Linked DNA regions of Mus musculus: region 2 is linked to region 1. Evidence: chromatin contacts called from public targeted proximity ligation data. All regions are on one chromosome and are shown on one strand. The core of a region is the stretch at or near the end of the contact, and the rest is flanking DNA. Distances in the headings are between cores, read along the strand shown.

Region 1 (7,147 bases), core at 2,431-4,930:
AGTTCTAGGACACCCTAGTCTACACACTTGAGTTCCAGGCCAGCCAGGAGAACTTAGAGAGCCGCTGTCTGACCAAAAAGGAAAAGAAAAGCAAGCTAATCAAGGCTGGGCATGGAGGCACAGCCTGTCATCCTTAGTACTCAAAGGACAAAGCCATAAGGGTCAGGAGTTCAAGGTTATCCTTGGCTGTATAGCAAGTTCAAAACCAGTCTGGGCTACATGAGAGCCTGTCTCAAATTGCAAAAATGTTTTATTTGATGTTCAATTATTTGTATTGGTGAAAAATTAGAACCATCTGGAGCAGTAGTCCTTTAATCCCAGCACTTGGGAGGCAGAGGCAGGCGGATTTCTGAGTTCGAGGCCAGCCTGGTCTACAAAGTGAGTTCCAGGACAGCCAAGGCTACACAGAGAAACTCTGTCGAGAGAGAGAGAGAGAGAGAGAGAGAGAGAGAGAGAGAGAGAGAGAGAGAGAGAGAGGGGCAACATAACTGCTCAATGGGATAATAATAGATATAAATTACATTAACATGGGACTCACTAAACAGACAACACAGTAACAAAGGCACAGGGAGACTGGTGTGGAAGCTCCTGCTTTAAGACGATTTCACATACCCTGAGGATGCCACTCAACATGAACGTTTTCTTATGCTGTATTTGTTTTTTATTTATTTATTTTATGTATATGAGTACACTGTAGCTGTCTGCAAACACACCAAAAGAGGGCATCAGATTCCATTACAAATGGAATGGTTGTGAGCCACCATGTGGGAATTGAACTCAGGACCTCTGGGAGAGCAGTCAGTGCTCTTAACCTCTGAGCCATCTCCCCCACCCTTGTTGAATTTTTTTTAAGAGAGAGGTTTTTTGTTTTTGTTTTTACTTTTATTTATTTATGGGGGGTTAGGCGCATGTGTGATCATGCATGTGTGGAGGTCAGAGCACAGTTTGTAGGAGACAGTTCTCTCCTTCCATCGTGTGGTCACTGGGAATCCAACCAAGGGCATTAGAATTGGTGGCAGGAACCCACTCTTGCTGAGTCATCTCTCCCACCCTTGTCTTCTGTCATCTTCCTTTAAATCACTAGTGAGGGACTATATCCTGGGATTCTTACCTCGTCCTCTTCTTTTGGACCCAAAGATTGCTGTTGTTGTTTGTTTTGAGAACATAGCTCAGATACCGGAGGCTGACCTTGATCCTCTGTTTCTACCTCCAGTTTTTGGGAGTCCACAGAATGGATCTCTTATAAGCACCACCTGTCAGTAAAAACCCAATGGCCCATGAGCCAAGGCAACCAATAGGAGCTGGGACATTGGCAGGAAGAGAGAGGATTCTTGAAAATAGTAAGAGATAAAAGAGAGACAGGAAGAGAGTCACATGGGACGAGAGGAAAAACGAGATGAGGACACACTGAGGTGCCTGAAAGAGAAATGCTGGGAGATCTGAGGGAGACTCTGAGGAGATGCTAAGAAAGAGGCTGGCCAGGACTGAAGAGAAGTAACCGAGTGCTAGGCATAGACTAGTTTGAATGGCTAAATAAGTTACAAGCTAGTGAGGGAATGAACCAATTGAATAATAATTAGTCTCAGAGTTGTTGCTGTTGGGAACTAAGTGGCTGGGGGGGGGGAGCATTTATGGTTTTTACAGGATTATAAGCGTGTTCCTCCATATCGAGCAGCTTTTCCTTTTTATAGGTGTCATTGCAGTTGACATTTTTATGTAAGGAGTTTTGTTACAATAATAAGCAGTATGAGACAATGCCTTTTTCCATTCTGGTTAAGGGGAGAAAACTAAGCTAGATGTAGTTGGTGCGTGACTGTAATCCCAGCATTCGTGGAGTTAAAGATGGGGGAGCACGAGTTCCTCCGCAGCCTGGGATACAGTAGCAAGTTCCTGTTTGCGGAAGAGAAAGAGAAACAATGTCCTTAAGTGCTGGTCCCTCTGATGGTTTTGTGAAAGGAGAGCCTGGGGTATCTTGAACAGAGTAACCAGCATCAATCTCCTTGCTGTCACCTAGCGATGGTGCCTCAGCCCCATATGATGCTTCCCTGTCCCTTTTGTTCACCCTCAGCGGGTCCCTCCTTGGAATGACCAGCGGACCACTACTCGGGGACCACCCAGCCGCAAAGGCAGCCTTAGTATAGAAGACACCTTTGAAAGCATCAGTGAGCTGGGACCCCTGGAGCTGATGGGCCGGGAACTGGACTTAGCCCCCTATGGTACTCTCCGAAAGTCACAGTCGGCTGACTCTCTGAATTCCATCTCCTCTGTGAGCAACACCTTTGGGCAGGATTTCACCCTGGGCCAGGTGGAGGTGAGCATGGACTATGATGGAGCCTCCCACACCCTCCACGTGGCAGTACTACAAGGCAAAGACCTCCTGGAGCGCGAGGAGGCCACCTTCGAGTCCTGCTTCATGCGTGTCAGTCTGCTGCCAGACGAACAGATCGTGGGCATCTCCCGGGTAAGTGGGGCGGGGACAGAGGTGCACTGGGCTCCCTGAAGCTCTCCTGGGAAGCTGATGTCTGGGCTAGTGGGCAGATTTGCAGTACCAGACAAGATGACAGGGGGCGCTGGAGAGCAGATCAGAATGTGGATTCAGAGTAGGATGGCTATGCCTAGAACCAGCTTTGTGTTCCCGCTGTGTATAGATTTCAATCTTCCTATCACTCAAGGACAGTGTCCACCTCCACATCTGTTAACATGGAGTCTTGGCAGGAAGAAAGATGGGCTGCTCATTTGGTTGATCTGGGAGAGAGCTCACTAACAGCCTTATCTGCTTTGGAGTGGATGGAGGAGGAGGGGTAGGTAGCCTCAGTGTCCGTATGGCTACATGAATTTGTTCACAAAAAGGGAGGCCCACCCCGGAGACCGAAAAAAGCATGAGAGGAAAGTGAGTTTCTGGACCCCAAATGAAAGGGCCACCTTTTTAGGAAGGGCTGTGTTCTGTTGTGGGAAGGTGTGGTCAGCCCCTCAGAGAAACTGAGACAGGCTTTGGAAGATAAGCACATGATCTCTCTTTTCTTCTGGTGACCCTGGTGGCTCACCCTGCTGGAAGCTGGTGACTAAGGGAGCATGCTGGCGTGGCCCTTGACTGTTAGGCTCTGTATTAGACCAGGACCCTCAAGATCAAGTTCTCAGCACAAAGATTTATTTGCCCGTTTATCTGGCAGAGAGCAGGGAATAAGAGGCAAATACAGGAGACAGAGACTGAGGGAGAAGGGGAGAAAACAAGGGGAGGGGAAGTATTTGTCCCAGAGGACGAAGGACTGCCTCTGAAACGGAGACGGGTGAAGCACGTAGGAACATAACGAAGAGCCGCTGTCAGGTCTGACATGCATTATGTTGCTCTTAGCCTGAGCCATGGGGAGGATTTTGGGTGACTCAGGATATGTCCTTTGAGGAGGGACATTGCTGGACAGAAGCTTGCTCTGAGTCAGACCACTGTGTGAACAACACGGTTCCATATTTGTTTGAAGGATGCAGTTGCTGCAGGGAGAACCTTCCCAGAGCCTGGCAGCACTAGGTGAGATCAAAGTGGCTAGAAGCTAAGTAGAGTCTGTTCCCAGGATGGCAGGCTTCATGACGTTGCAGCCTAACAGTCTAACTGTGGGGATGGGGTGTTGCCTCCAGGCCAAGCAACCCCCTCAGCTTCAGAGAATGTGCCAGGGATGAGAGCCGCTCTCTAAATACCACCGCGCAGTGACTCAGGCGGCCCCCCACGGAAGGGCAAGCAGAGCCTCCCATGTAGCTCCCTGAGGAGCCCACAGCTTCCTGGGAGGAGGCCAATGACATCTAAAAGCTGGGGGATGAAGCGTGCCCAGCCCTGCCTAGTCACTCCATTCATCTGTCTATCTGTCCACTCATCCATCCATCCTGTGACAATCAGGAAGGCTTCGCCAGGATCTACAGGGCACTGTGGCATTCATGGCTGTTTACAGAAGATTGTCTAGCTCCTACTGCCTGCCTGCCCCCAAGGCTCTGCTGAGTCAGCAGACAGGAGAGAAGGAGAGTGGGTCTGTCACAGCATCATGTGAGGATGGAGATGACTAGGAGTCCATTATGGAAGCTTCTAAGGCCAGGCAATGGGTTGACTACAAGCAAGAAGGGGATATTGGGGATGTTTAAACCTTCACAGTAACCTCAACCTTTGGGACATAGAGGCAGCAAGATAAGGAACTCAGGGCTGTCCTTGGCTACATAATGGATTTAGGGTCATTTAGGCCTATGTGGGATCCTGTCTCAAAGCAACCAAAACCCAATCAAACACCACCAACAACCAAAACCTCCCAGGACTGCCAGGCATGGTAGACTCATACTGCAGCTCTGGAGGCTGAGGCAGGAAGATGGTTAAATTCAAGACAAAAGTCTGTGCAAAATAGTACGTTCCAGACCAGCCAGAGCTGCATAGTAAGACCCTGGCTAAAAAAAAAAAAAAAAAAAAAAAAAAGGAGGAGGTCTCTGTGAGTTCGAAGCCAGTCTGGTCTACAAATGAGTTCCAGGGAAGGCAGGGCTACCCAGTGAGACCCTGTCTTGGAAAAGGAAAAGAGCAGGGAGGTGCAGTATGGAGGCTGATGCTTGTAACCCTAGCCTTCTGCAGTTAGTGCAGTGAAGCTAGTGCAGTATGGAGGCTCATGCTTGTAACCCTAGCCTTCTGCAGTTAGTGCAGTATGGAGACTCCTGCTTGTAACCCTAGCCTTCTGCAGTTAGTGCAGTGAAGCTAGTGCAGTATGGAGGCTCATGCTTGTAACCCTAGCCTTCTGCAGTTAGTGCAGTATGGAGACCCATGCTTGTAACCCTAGCCTTATGCACTTAGTGGCAGGAAGGTCAGGAGTTCATCCTGACCTATGTGAGATCCAGTCCGAAAAGAAAAACAAAATTAAACAAACAAACCTTCAATACTGAGCCACCAAAAAAAAGGACGTAGAACTGAGATGGTGGTACCAGGAAGCCCCTCCACGGCCCCTTCTCTCTGTAGATCCAGAGGAATGCCTATTCCATCTTCTTCGATGAGAAGTTCTCTGTCCCCCTGGATCCCACAGCCCTGGAGGAGAAGAGCCTTAGATTTTCTGTGTTTGGTATCGACGAGGATGAGCGGAATGTGAGCACCGGCGTGGTGGAGCTGAAGCTGTCCGTTCTGGATCTCCCGCTGCAGCCCTTCAGTGGCTGGCTATACTTGCAGGACCAGAATAAGGTATCGCCTACTTTTGCCTGCTGGTTCCCCCGGGGAGAAAGTACCCTCACCCACTGCCTGGGAGAGATGCCAGTATCCTGTCCCTCAACTGGACCCTGACAGCGTTAGAACAGAGACAGGGTCCCAAGCCACACCCTAGGGAAGCCACTCATTGCATGTGCTGACAAACACATCCTACAGACACCGCTGTTTACAGCTCTTTTAGTTTACACTGCATTTATTTCTTTACTGTGTTTTCTGTGTGTATGAGTGTACAGGCATGCACATACACACAGGGAATGCATGTGGAAGTCGGAAGACCACATGTCTTCTACCAGTTGGTTCACCCCTTCACCATGTGTGTTGTTGGTATTGATTCAGGTCACTGGAGCTAGTGGAAAATGCTTTTTACCCACAGCGCCATCCCTGGACCTCTTCTCGGTTCTTTCTTTTTTCTTTTTTAACATTTATTTATTTCTCTTTCTTATTTTTGTTTTATTGAGGTGTTTGGTTGGTTGGTTTTTCGAGACAGGGTTTCTCTGTGTAGCCCTGGCTGTCCTGGAACTCACTGTGTAGACCAGGCTGGCCTCAAACTCACAGATTTCCACCTGCCTTTGCTTTCTGAGTGCTGGGATTAAAGGCGTGCACCACCACCTCCTGGCTATTTATTTTTATTCTATATTTTATCTATTTATTTTACTTTATGAGTGTTTTGCCTGAATGTATATATGTGTCCAGGTACATACCTCAGGCCTAAGGGGGTCAGAAGAGAATGCCCAGTTCCTTGGAACTGGAGTTGCAGATGTGCGTGAGCTGTCTTATGGGTGCTGGGAACTGACCCTGCGTCTCTGGAAGAGGCAGTACTCAGCTGCCGAGCCATCTTTCCAGGTCCTCATCTCAGTGGCTACTACCAAGTCATCAGAGGCTCTACTCCTCTAAGCTACTGGCCTGAAAGTGGGTTCTTTCAGACAGAGGCCACGCTGAAGCTCCCTTTAGCCTTATAACAGTGCCAGGGAACATTATTACTCAAGCAAATGCAGTCAGCTTGGATCCCTATGCACGATCATAGAATGTTTTCCTCAGCCCACATGGAGGGAACAGAACTGCATCTGATTGATGCACTTGACAGGCAGCCTCTGGGCCTCCTTCCAGGACCTGCTCTCCACACAGTCTAAGGAGGGTCTGTGTGTGCTCCCTTGTGTGGGAGGGTTGTCCTTTTTTTTTTTCTATCCTGTTGGCCTGACGTCTAGGTTTAAGAGTTACCCCCAAAGCATCGATTTTCCAACGAGGAAGGAGCCATCCACCTCCCCCACCGCCCACCCCTGCCTGCCCCAGACCTCTTGAAGCCTGGAGGGCAGAAGTCTTCTGAGCCATTCCTTTCTCCACAGGCTGCTGACGCTGTGGGAGAGATCCTGCTGTCCCTCAGTTACCTGCCCACAGCTGAGCGGCTGACTGTGGTTGTGGTGAAAGCCAAGAATCTCATCTGGACCAATGAGAAGAGCACAGCAGGTGAGTGAGGGCCCGTGCACTCAGCTCTTCTGTGAGGCTGGGGGCGGAGGGTGCAGGGGTTGGGGGTAGGGGGGTGGAGCTGTCCTGTTCTGAGCAGGTCTAGGGCACAGCCCCAGAGCCCCTGTGGCTTTAGCTATGCTCAGGAGCCAGGCACAGTGGAAAGGTTAATTCAGCTACAGAAATAGTCTGTCACCCTGGAGGGTGACAGCAGCCCGGCCTGGGGTGTAGAGGGTAAGTAGGATTGGTGAAACCTGGGGGCTCTGGGCTGTGGCGTTAGGCAAGAAATGAAGGGTGAACATCCATTCAGAGATGAGGAAGCAGCCCAGAGACTCTGACACCCTAGATGCCAGGGACCTATTGGACTTGACAGCCTAGGGCCTCAGGCAATAGGGTGTGTGTGTGTGTGTGTGTGTGTGTGTGTGTGTGTGTGTGTGTGTGTGTTTAACAAAATCGCAATCATTTTATTTT
Region 2 (7,147 bases), core at 1,476-3,975, 560 kb before region 1:
TGTGCCTTCCCAACACGCCTATTAAAATAGCATCAACAATGGGAGCAAGCCTGTCAACCTTGGATTTTGCATCCTCGACTGCTGTCTAGTTCTCTCTCTTCTCGTTTATGGTTTGTATGTTCTAAATGGTTGACATAGTTTATCTCCTTGTTGGCAGGAGATTCACTCAGATGGTCTTGCTGCTCTGGGGTTCACTCCTTCAATCTGAGTCCCCATGATCACCCTCCCATTCCTGAAAGTCATAAGAGTAGAGACCCTAAACCCTTCTATTCCCATATTTCTTTTAAAAAAAAGATTTATTTTTTTATTTTATGTATATGACTACATTGTTGCTAATCTTCAGACACACCAGAAGAGGACTTCGGATTCCATTACTGATGGTTGTGAACCACCATGTGAGTGCTGGGAATTGAACTCAGGACTCCTGGAAAAGCAGTCAGTACTTTTAACTACTGAGTCGTCTCTCCAGCTGTTCCCATATTTCAACCCTGCCCCATCTCATGTTTTTCCAGACAGTGTCTCTCAGTTACAGCCCTGGCTGTCCTGGAAATTGATTTGTAGACCAGGCTGACCTTGAACTCACAGAGATCTGCCTCCCTTAACCCCCTGCTGGGATTGAAGGCATGAACTACCACACCTGGCCTTAGCACATCTCTTAAATGATTTGGGGTGTCAACTTTTGAGGGGAGGATGACACAGAGATTAGCAGGTTTGAAGATGACCTCGCTCTAATATTCTGTTGTGGATTTTGCTATATCTAGACAAAAGAAACCAGGACAGATTTATAATCATGCCTTTCTTGTGGGGACTGTGGATGTGGGTTCTTCCTTCAGCAGCGTCTCCTCAGCGCCCTCTATTGGAAAGACATGGGATAGAATTTCCAGCAGCTTTTAATTGTTTCTTTTTGAATCAGAGTCTTTCCCTACCAAGGCTGCTGGCTCCACTCTTTTTTTAAAGATTTATTTATTTACTATACGTAAGTACACTGCAGCTGTCCCCAGACACTCCAGAAGAGGGTGCCAGATCCTGTTACGGATGTTTGTGAGCCACCATGTGGCCCCCGAAATTGAACTCAGAACCTTCAGAAGAGCAGTCAGTGCTCTCAGCCACCGAGCCATCTCTCCCGCCCCCTGCTGGCTCCACTCTTAAAGATCATTTGATTTCAGTTCCCAGGCGCTGGAATTACAGAATTCCTGGACTCAACAACCAATTTCATGAATAACAAAGGAGAAAGGCAATCGGCAGGTCCTGAGGCAAAAATGGGAAAAGGCAGTCAGCAGATGTGGGCGTCTTACCACACACAAGATGTCCTCTGGTCTTAACATTTTAACTGCAAAGATGGTGGAGAAATAAAGTTGTTTTCCTTTTTTTCCTCCCAAGATAGGGTCTCATGTCATAGCCCAGGCTAGCCTGAACTCTGTGTGGTTAAAGATGAACTTGAACTCCTGATTTTCTTGCCTCTACCTTCCAAGTGGTGGAGTTACAGGTGTGTGCCACCATACCTGCCTCTCAGGCTGCAGTTTCAGGGCCTGGAGAGAGGGCTTGGTGCTTTAGAGCAGTTTCTGCTCTTGCAGAGGATTGGTGTCCAGATCTCAGCACGCACATGGCAGCTCATAACCGACTCCGTGGGAGTCGACGCTTTATTTTTAGCTTCCTTGGGCAGCAGGCACATACATGGTGCACACGTGAACACACACAGGCAAACACTCAAAACACTCATATACATAAAACAAAAACAAAAATATAGATTAAAAATAATTAGATTTTAAGTGCAAGTTGCTATGGTTGGGTAGGAGTTCCTTAAAGCCCTGTGTGTTAAAGGCATGGTCACAGCCTGGGTCACCTTATTGGGAGGTAACTGAGCCTTTAAGACATGGGATTAGAAAAAAGAAGTTATACCAGGTTACTGGCGAGATGGCTCAGCAGTTAAGAGCACTGGCTTCTCTTCCAAAGAAACTGGGTTCCATTCCCAGCACCCACATGGCAGCTCACAGCTGCCTGTAACTGCAGGGATCTGACACCCTCATACAAACATAAATAAAAATAAATAAATCATTAGGAAAATAAAAAAATAGGGCTGGAGAGATGGCTCAGTGGTTAAGAGCATTGACTGCTCTTCTGAAGGTCCTGAGTTCAAATCCCAGCAACCACATGGCGGCTCACAACCATCCATAATGAGATCTGATGTCCTCTTCTGGTGCATCTGAAGACAGCTACAGTGTACTTAGATATAATAATAAATAAATCTTAAAAAAAGAAAAAATATATAAAAAATAAGAGAAGTTATGTCACTGAGGGTGTGCCCTTTAAGGGGGTACTAGGACTCTAACTCCTTACTCTGTTTCTCAGTTTGTCTCCCTGCTACCAAGAGATGAAGAGGACCCCGCCCCTTCACCATAGCACACTGAGCCATCCCAGGTCTAAAGCTAGAGTCAATCGAAAGCAGACTAAAATCTCAGAAAATGTGAGCTAAAATAACCTTCCGTCCTTGAACGTTGCTGCTGTGACCTGGATGTTAAATGAAGGCTTACTCCCCAAAGCACCAGTGTTCAGTGGGCGGCTCCTGAGGCTCCGACTTCAGGACTGGACTGGCAGGGTGTGGATTCCTAGCACAGTGAGCTACTAGGAAATGGGAGGAATCAGAAGGCAGATAGAGTTGGAGCAGGTTAGTCACCAGGACTGTGCCCTTGAAGCCTGTTTCCTTGCTGGCCCCTTCTTTCTCTCCTGCTTCCTGTCGACGGTGAGCTAAATAACTTCACTTCTCTCTCCCTGCAATCATGACCGGCTCACCACAGGACCAGAAACAAGAGCCAACTGTGAGCCAAAAATAAATTATTCCTAATTACAGCGGATTCCTCAGGCACTTTGTCACAGCAACGGAAAGCTGACTAACGGCGAGATTGATATCTTAGGCCCTCTGTCATACTGATGCAAAGCTGACTAACACACTGGGGCTGTTCTTTTAAAGCAAATCTATTAGGCATTTGATGGCTTAAAATGGATGAGATGAAACGGCTGTGTTTCACCTCCAGAGAAAAGATGCAGGGCACCAGTTAGGGCTAGAACACACTGGGTGACAGAATGCACCTAATAGAGGGTGGGGTCAAAACCTGTGCCAGGCAGAGCACAGACCACACAGTGCTTTCCAGATGGTGCCAGGGTTGGTGATTCAGTGCAGGTGCCAGTATCTTTGTTCTGGAGCTCCCGGCCCATAGGTCCATCGATGTATCTCCTATTACTCTTGCAGGGTGGAGCTCCAAAGACCACAACCAAAATCTGAATTGAGTCTGTACTAAGCTGGCTGGTGACTGCCTGGAGAGAAACACTTCCCATAGTGCAGCCTCAAGTGCATTTTACAGAGAGCGTTTAAAGCCAAAGAACACAGGCTGGCAGCTGCAGGGAGAAGTGGGGCAAGCCAGCAGTTTAATACAAATCAAACACCATGCCGTTAGCTGGGCATTTTTGACTCTGAGTTTCTAGAGCAAGGGTGGTTGCTTTCCCACAAGATTGTTCACAGTGGAGATGGGAAAAGGGACCGGTCAGTTTCGTGTTAAATTAAAGATAGCTCCAGCTAAGACAAGATGGAGGAACCTTTGCTCTGTCACAATTCTGTGCTCAATCCACTGAGGAAGGTGAGGGAGAAGGTGGGCTGGCCATGATGGTTAGCAGCTCTAGTTAGGGCTGAACAATAAGCTAACCTCTTACCTGCCCTCCAGTAAGCACAAACACAACGAGGAAGCCCCGGTTCTGTGGGCCTCTCTTCTCTTTTCTCTCTTTCCTCCTTTCCTTCTGGTTGAAATTGGGTCTCATTCTGTGTATTAGGCTGGCCTCGGACTCTCCACAAACCTCCTGACTCAGCTTCCTAAATGCTAGGATGACAGGCATGCGCATCACGCTTGGTTTAGAATGGATCTTATCAGTAGGTTTATTTAATCTAAACTATGAAACTGTTGAATTCAGAGCAAGGTGTGGTGGCACGTGCCTCTGGTCTCTGCCCTCGGGAGGTAGAGGAAGGCAGATGAGAAACTTACGGCCATCCTTGGCTACTGTGTTGGCTGATCTTGGACAGCAACTTGACTACAGCTAGAATCAACTAAAACTGCTGGGCAAAGCCGGGCAGAAGGGCGCACGCCTTTAATCCCAGCACTTGGGAGGCAGAGGCAGGCGGATTTCTGAGTTCGAGGCCAGCCTGGTCTACAAAGTGAGTTCCAGGACAGCTAGGGAAACCCTGTCTCGAGATAGGGAGGACCCCCCCCCCCCACACACACACACCAAACCTTGGCCACTCCCAGAAGGTGTGGCCCATATATGATGGCATGGAAGAAGAAAGCCTTTGATTTTTGCCCACTTGCCTCACCCAGTTCATCTATCCTCTTGCTCAGGTATTCCCTTGCTTGTATCAGAACCAATGTCTTTAGGGTTCCAACACAGACTGTCGATCAGCTGCTTTCCAGGAATCTTCAGGGATTGTAGCACCAGACTGGGAGTGTGTGTGTGTGTGTGTGTGTGTGTGTGGTAATGTGGGTGTGTTTGTATGAAAATGCATGTGTTTAATCATGCATATACACATGACTTCAGAGAACTCTGACTAACACACCTACATAGCAAGTTTGAGGCCACTCTGGGCTAGAGATTCTATCAAAATAACATACAAAAATCTCAAACATGTATTATAATCAAAACAGTAGGATGTGCCCCAGTAATTATGATCAAATTAGCAGAACTGATTGCAAGTCTATCTCCATTTAGACATGTTTGGAAACCTAAAAATTCTACATATAATAAAATACCTTTTTTGGCATTGTTTTTTTCACCAGAAGGTGAAGTCTTCTGGAAAGTGTTTTCTAAGAGCACAAAGAAGCTGGGTTCCAGAGAGAGCCAAGGTTGTACCTCGTGCTGCAGCTGCACTTGGTAATGTGTAAGGTGTTACTGGCTTTGAAGACATGAAGGAGTCATGAAGAGCAGCTGAGGCTTGGCACTGTGAGAGGCCAGGGAAGGCTATTGATGAAAGTGCAGCCTCAGTTGTAGTTGGTGGCCCAGGACTGAAGGGGTCATGCAAAGGAGTTGAGGCTTGGCACCATAAAGAGAGCCTATGAGAGGCTATTGATGAAACCTAGTTGCAGCAGAAGACCCCATCGTATTGGAGATGCCAGTACCACAGGATGATCACCAAGAATGGCAGCAGCAGTGAAGTGGATCAACCTGAGCTTAGAGTGCTACAGAGGGCAGAGCTGGAGAAGCGAGGCCAGCCCTTTGGAGGAGCCCGGAAGATCATGTGTGGATCCCAGACACTGAAACAAGAAACTGTTGAAAGAAAGATGAAATTTCAAGACCTGTAAGTCATATAAAGTACCCAGAAATTACTGGTTGTTTGTGAGCTAGAGGCTGCCTGGGGCTGAAAACAAAGAAAAACAAACCCAGGTATGCCCCGTAGTTAAAACATTCCTGGGAACAGCTTGACCATAAAAAAATAAATGTAAAAATTTATGTTTTGATGGGGACAGACAGACAAACCACACAATAGACAGAATATGTAAGATGCTAAGTTCATGGAAAAAGAAAAAAAAAAAAGAGTAAGATTGTAGAAGTGCAATTTTTTTTTTTTTTAAGAAAAAGCAGACTTGTTTATTTCAGGAAATGGACAAACCTTTACACCTTCCTCCCAGCATTTCATTGGCTCTCAAGTAGTATTATATGGGGCTCTCTCTTTTTTTTCGTTGGCTTCCTCCATTGCCTTATCCTGCATCAGGGGTCTCTGTCCATGCTGGTAAGTGCTTGATTGCCTCAGGGAGGAAGGTTGAGGCAGGGTCTGCTTGGCTACGTTCCACCCTTTTGTTTTAATTTTTGAAAGCCCAGTATGTGGAGAGCCGCAATAACATTTACCATCTTAAGATGGCGCTGGCTCCGCAGTGCCTTATGCCACCTAAACAAAGAACAAGCTATATGCGCATGTGCTAAAAGCAAAAACCCACCAAAAGTCACCAGCCCATTTCCAGGGCACCGGTCCATCCCCCAGGGCACTAGCCCAACCCCTGGGGCGTTTAGCCTATCCCTAGGGTGCATGAGAATCGTGGGTGTTGCTACCAGTCCTAGTCACCAAAAAGTATTTAAGACACACACTTTCTGAGCCTTCTTTGTCTACCTCAATATGTTATGAAGTAAAGTTAACCATGGAAGAATCTGGCGTCCTGTGTCTGTTTCTGCTGGCGGGAACAGGCTCAGGATACCAGTGGGAATCAGAGTTCCTTGCTCTGGCCCCATCTCAGGTGGCCTCCAGTAGAGTTAGCCATGCCTGTCTTATGTTTACCTGCCAAGCAGGTTCTTACCCTTCATTGACTACCAGCCGGGAAAGGTCAGCCATATGCGTTATCTGATGAATACTAAGATAGGATTTTTTGGTAAAGCATTTCTCACATTCACTACATTTGTAAGGTTTCTCTCCTGTATGAATTCTCTGATGAAAAATAAGATAGGATTCTTGGGTATAGGATTGGTCACATTCACTACATTTGTATGGTTTCTCTCCTGTATGAATTCTCTGATGAATACTAAGATAGGATTTTTTGGTAAAGCATTTGCCACATTCACTACATTTGTAAGGTTTCTCTCCTGTATGCATTATCTGATGACTTGTCAGACTAACTTTGTCAGTAAAGCAATTGTCACTTTCACTGCATTTGTAAGGTTTCTCTCCTGTATGAATTCCTTGATGAACACTAAGATGGGATTGATGGGTAAAGCATTTGTCACTTTCACTATATTTGTAACTTTTCACACCACTATTGTTTAGTTTCACCATGAGTTTATGTTTAGAGACAAAAACTTTATCAAAATCTGTACTTTGTGTGTGTTCTTTCTTCTCCAGGTGGATTCCTTGCTTGGGACTAATAATAGAACACACATTTAGACAGTTTGCACAGTCTTTGTATTTGCAAGCTTCTTTAGTGTTCCCAAGTTTATGTCTTTTTCGGTTTGAAACTTGATGAGAGGTATCACTGAGGTTAGCTTTATGAGGTATACTTTCGGTGGATTCAAAAATCACATTGCTAAGTTTGTTACATTTAGAAGAGTTCTCTTGAATATTCATTTGCTTATGGACAATGCACTTGGTGTCTTGATCCAAGAACTTCCTATGCTTTCCACATAT

The links.
Region 2: a targeted proximity ligation map of the NIH/3T3 cell line shows a contact between it and region 1, with 5 read pairs. A contact is called at or near these places in 1 of 39 promoter capture datasets (embryonic stem cells), 1 of 484 Hi-C or Micro-C datasets (bone marrow-derived macrophages) and 5 of 130 datasets of targeted methods (the NIH/3T3 cell line, astrocytes, embryonic stem cells and 2 more).

The regions. Positions count from the first base shown.
Region 1 is chr19:4,451,809-4,458,955 of GRCm38.p6, reverse strand. Syt12 (synaptotagmin XII) reads left to right here. Exons shown (of 8, transcript NM_134164.5): 4 at 2,069-2,461; 5 at 4,976-5,191; 6 at 6,559-6,679. Among named protein-coding and RNA genes, the nearest start is that of Rhod, 16 kb to the right of the region's middle.
Region 2 is chr19:5,009,014-5,016,160 of GRCm38.p6, reverse strand. No RefSeq gene overlaps it. Among named protein-coding and RNA genes, the nearest start is that of Slc29a2, 11 kb to the left of the region's middle.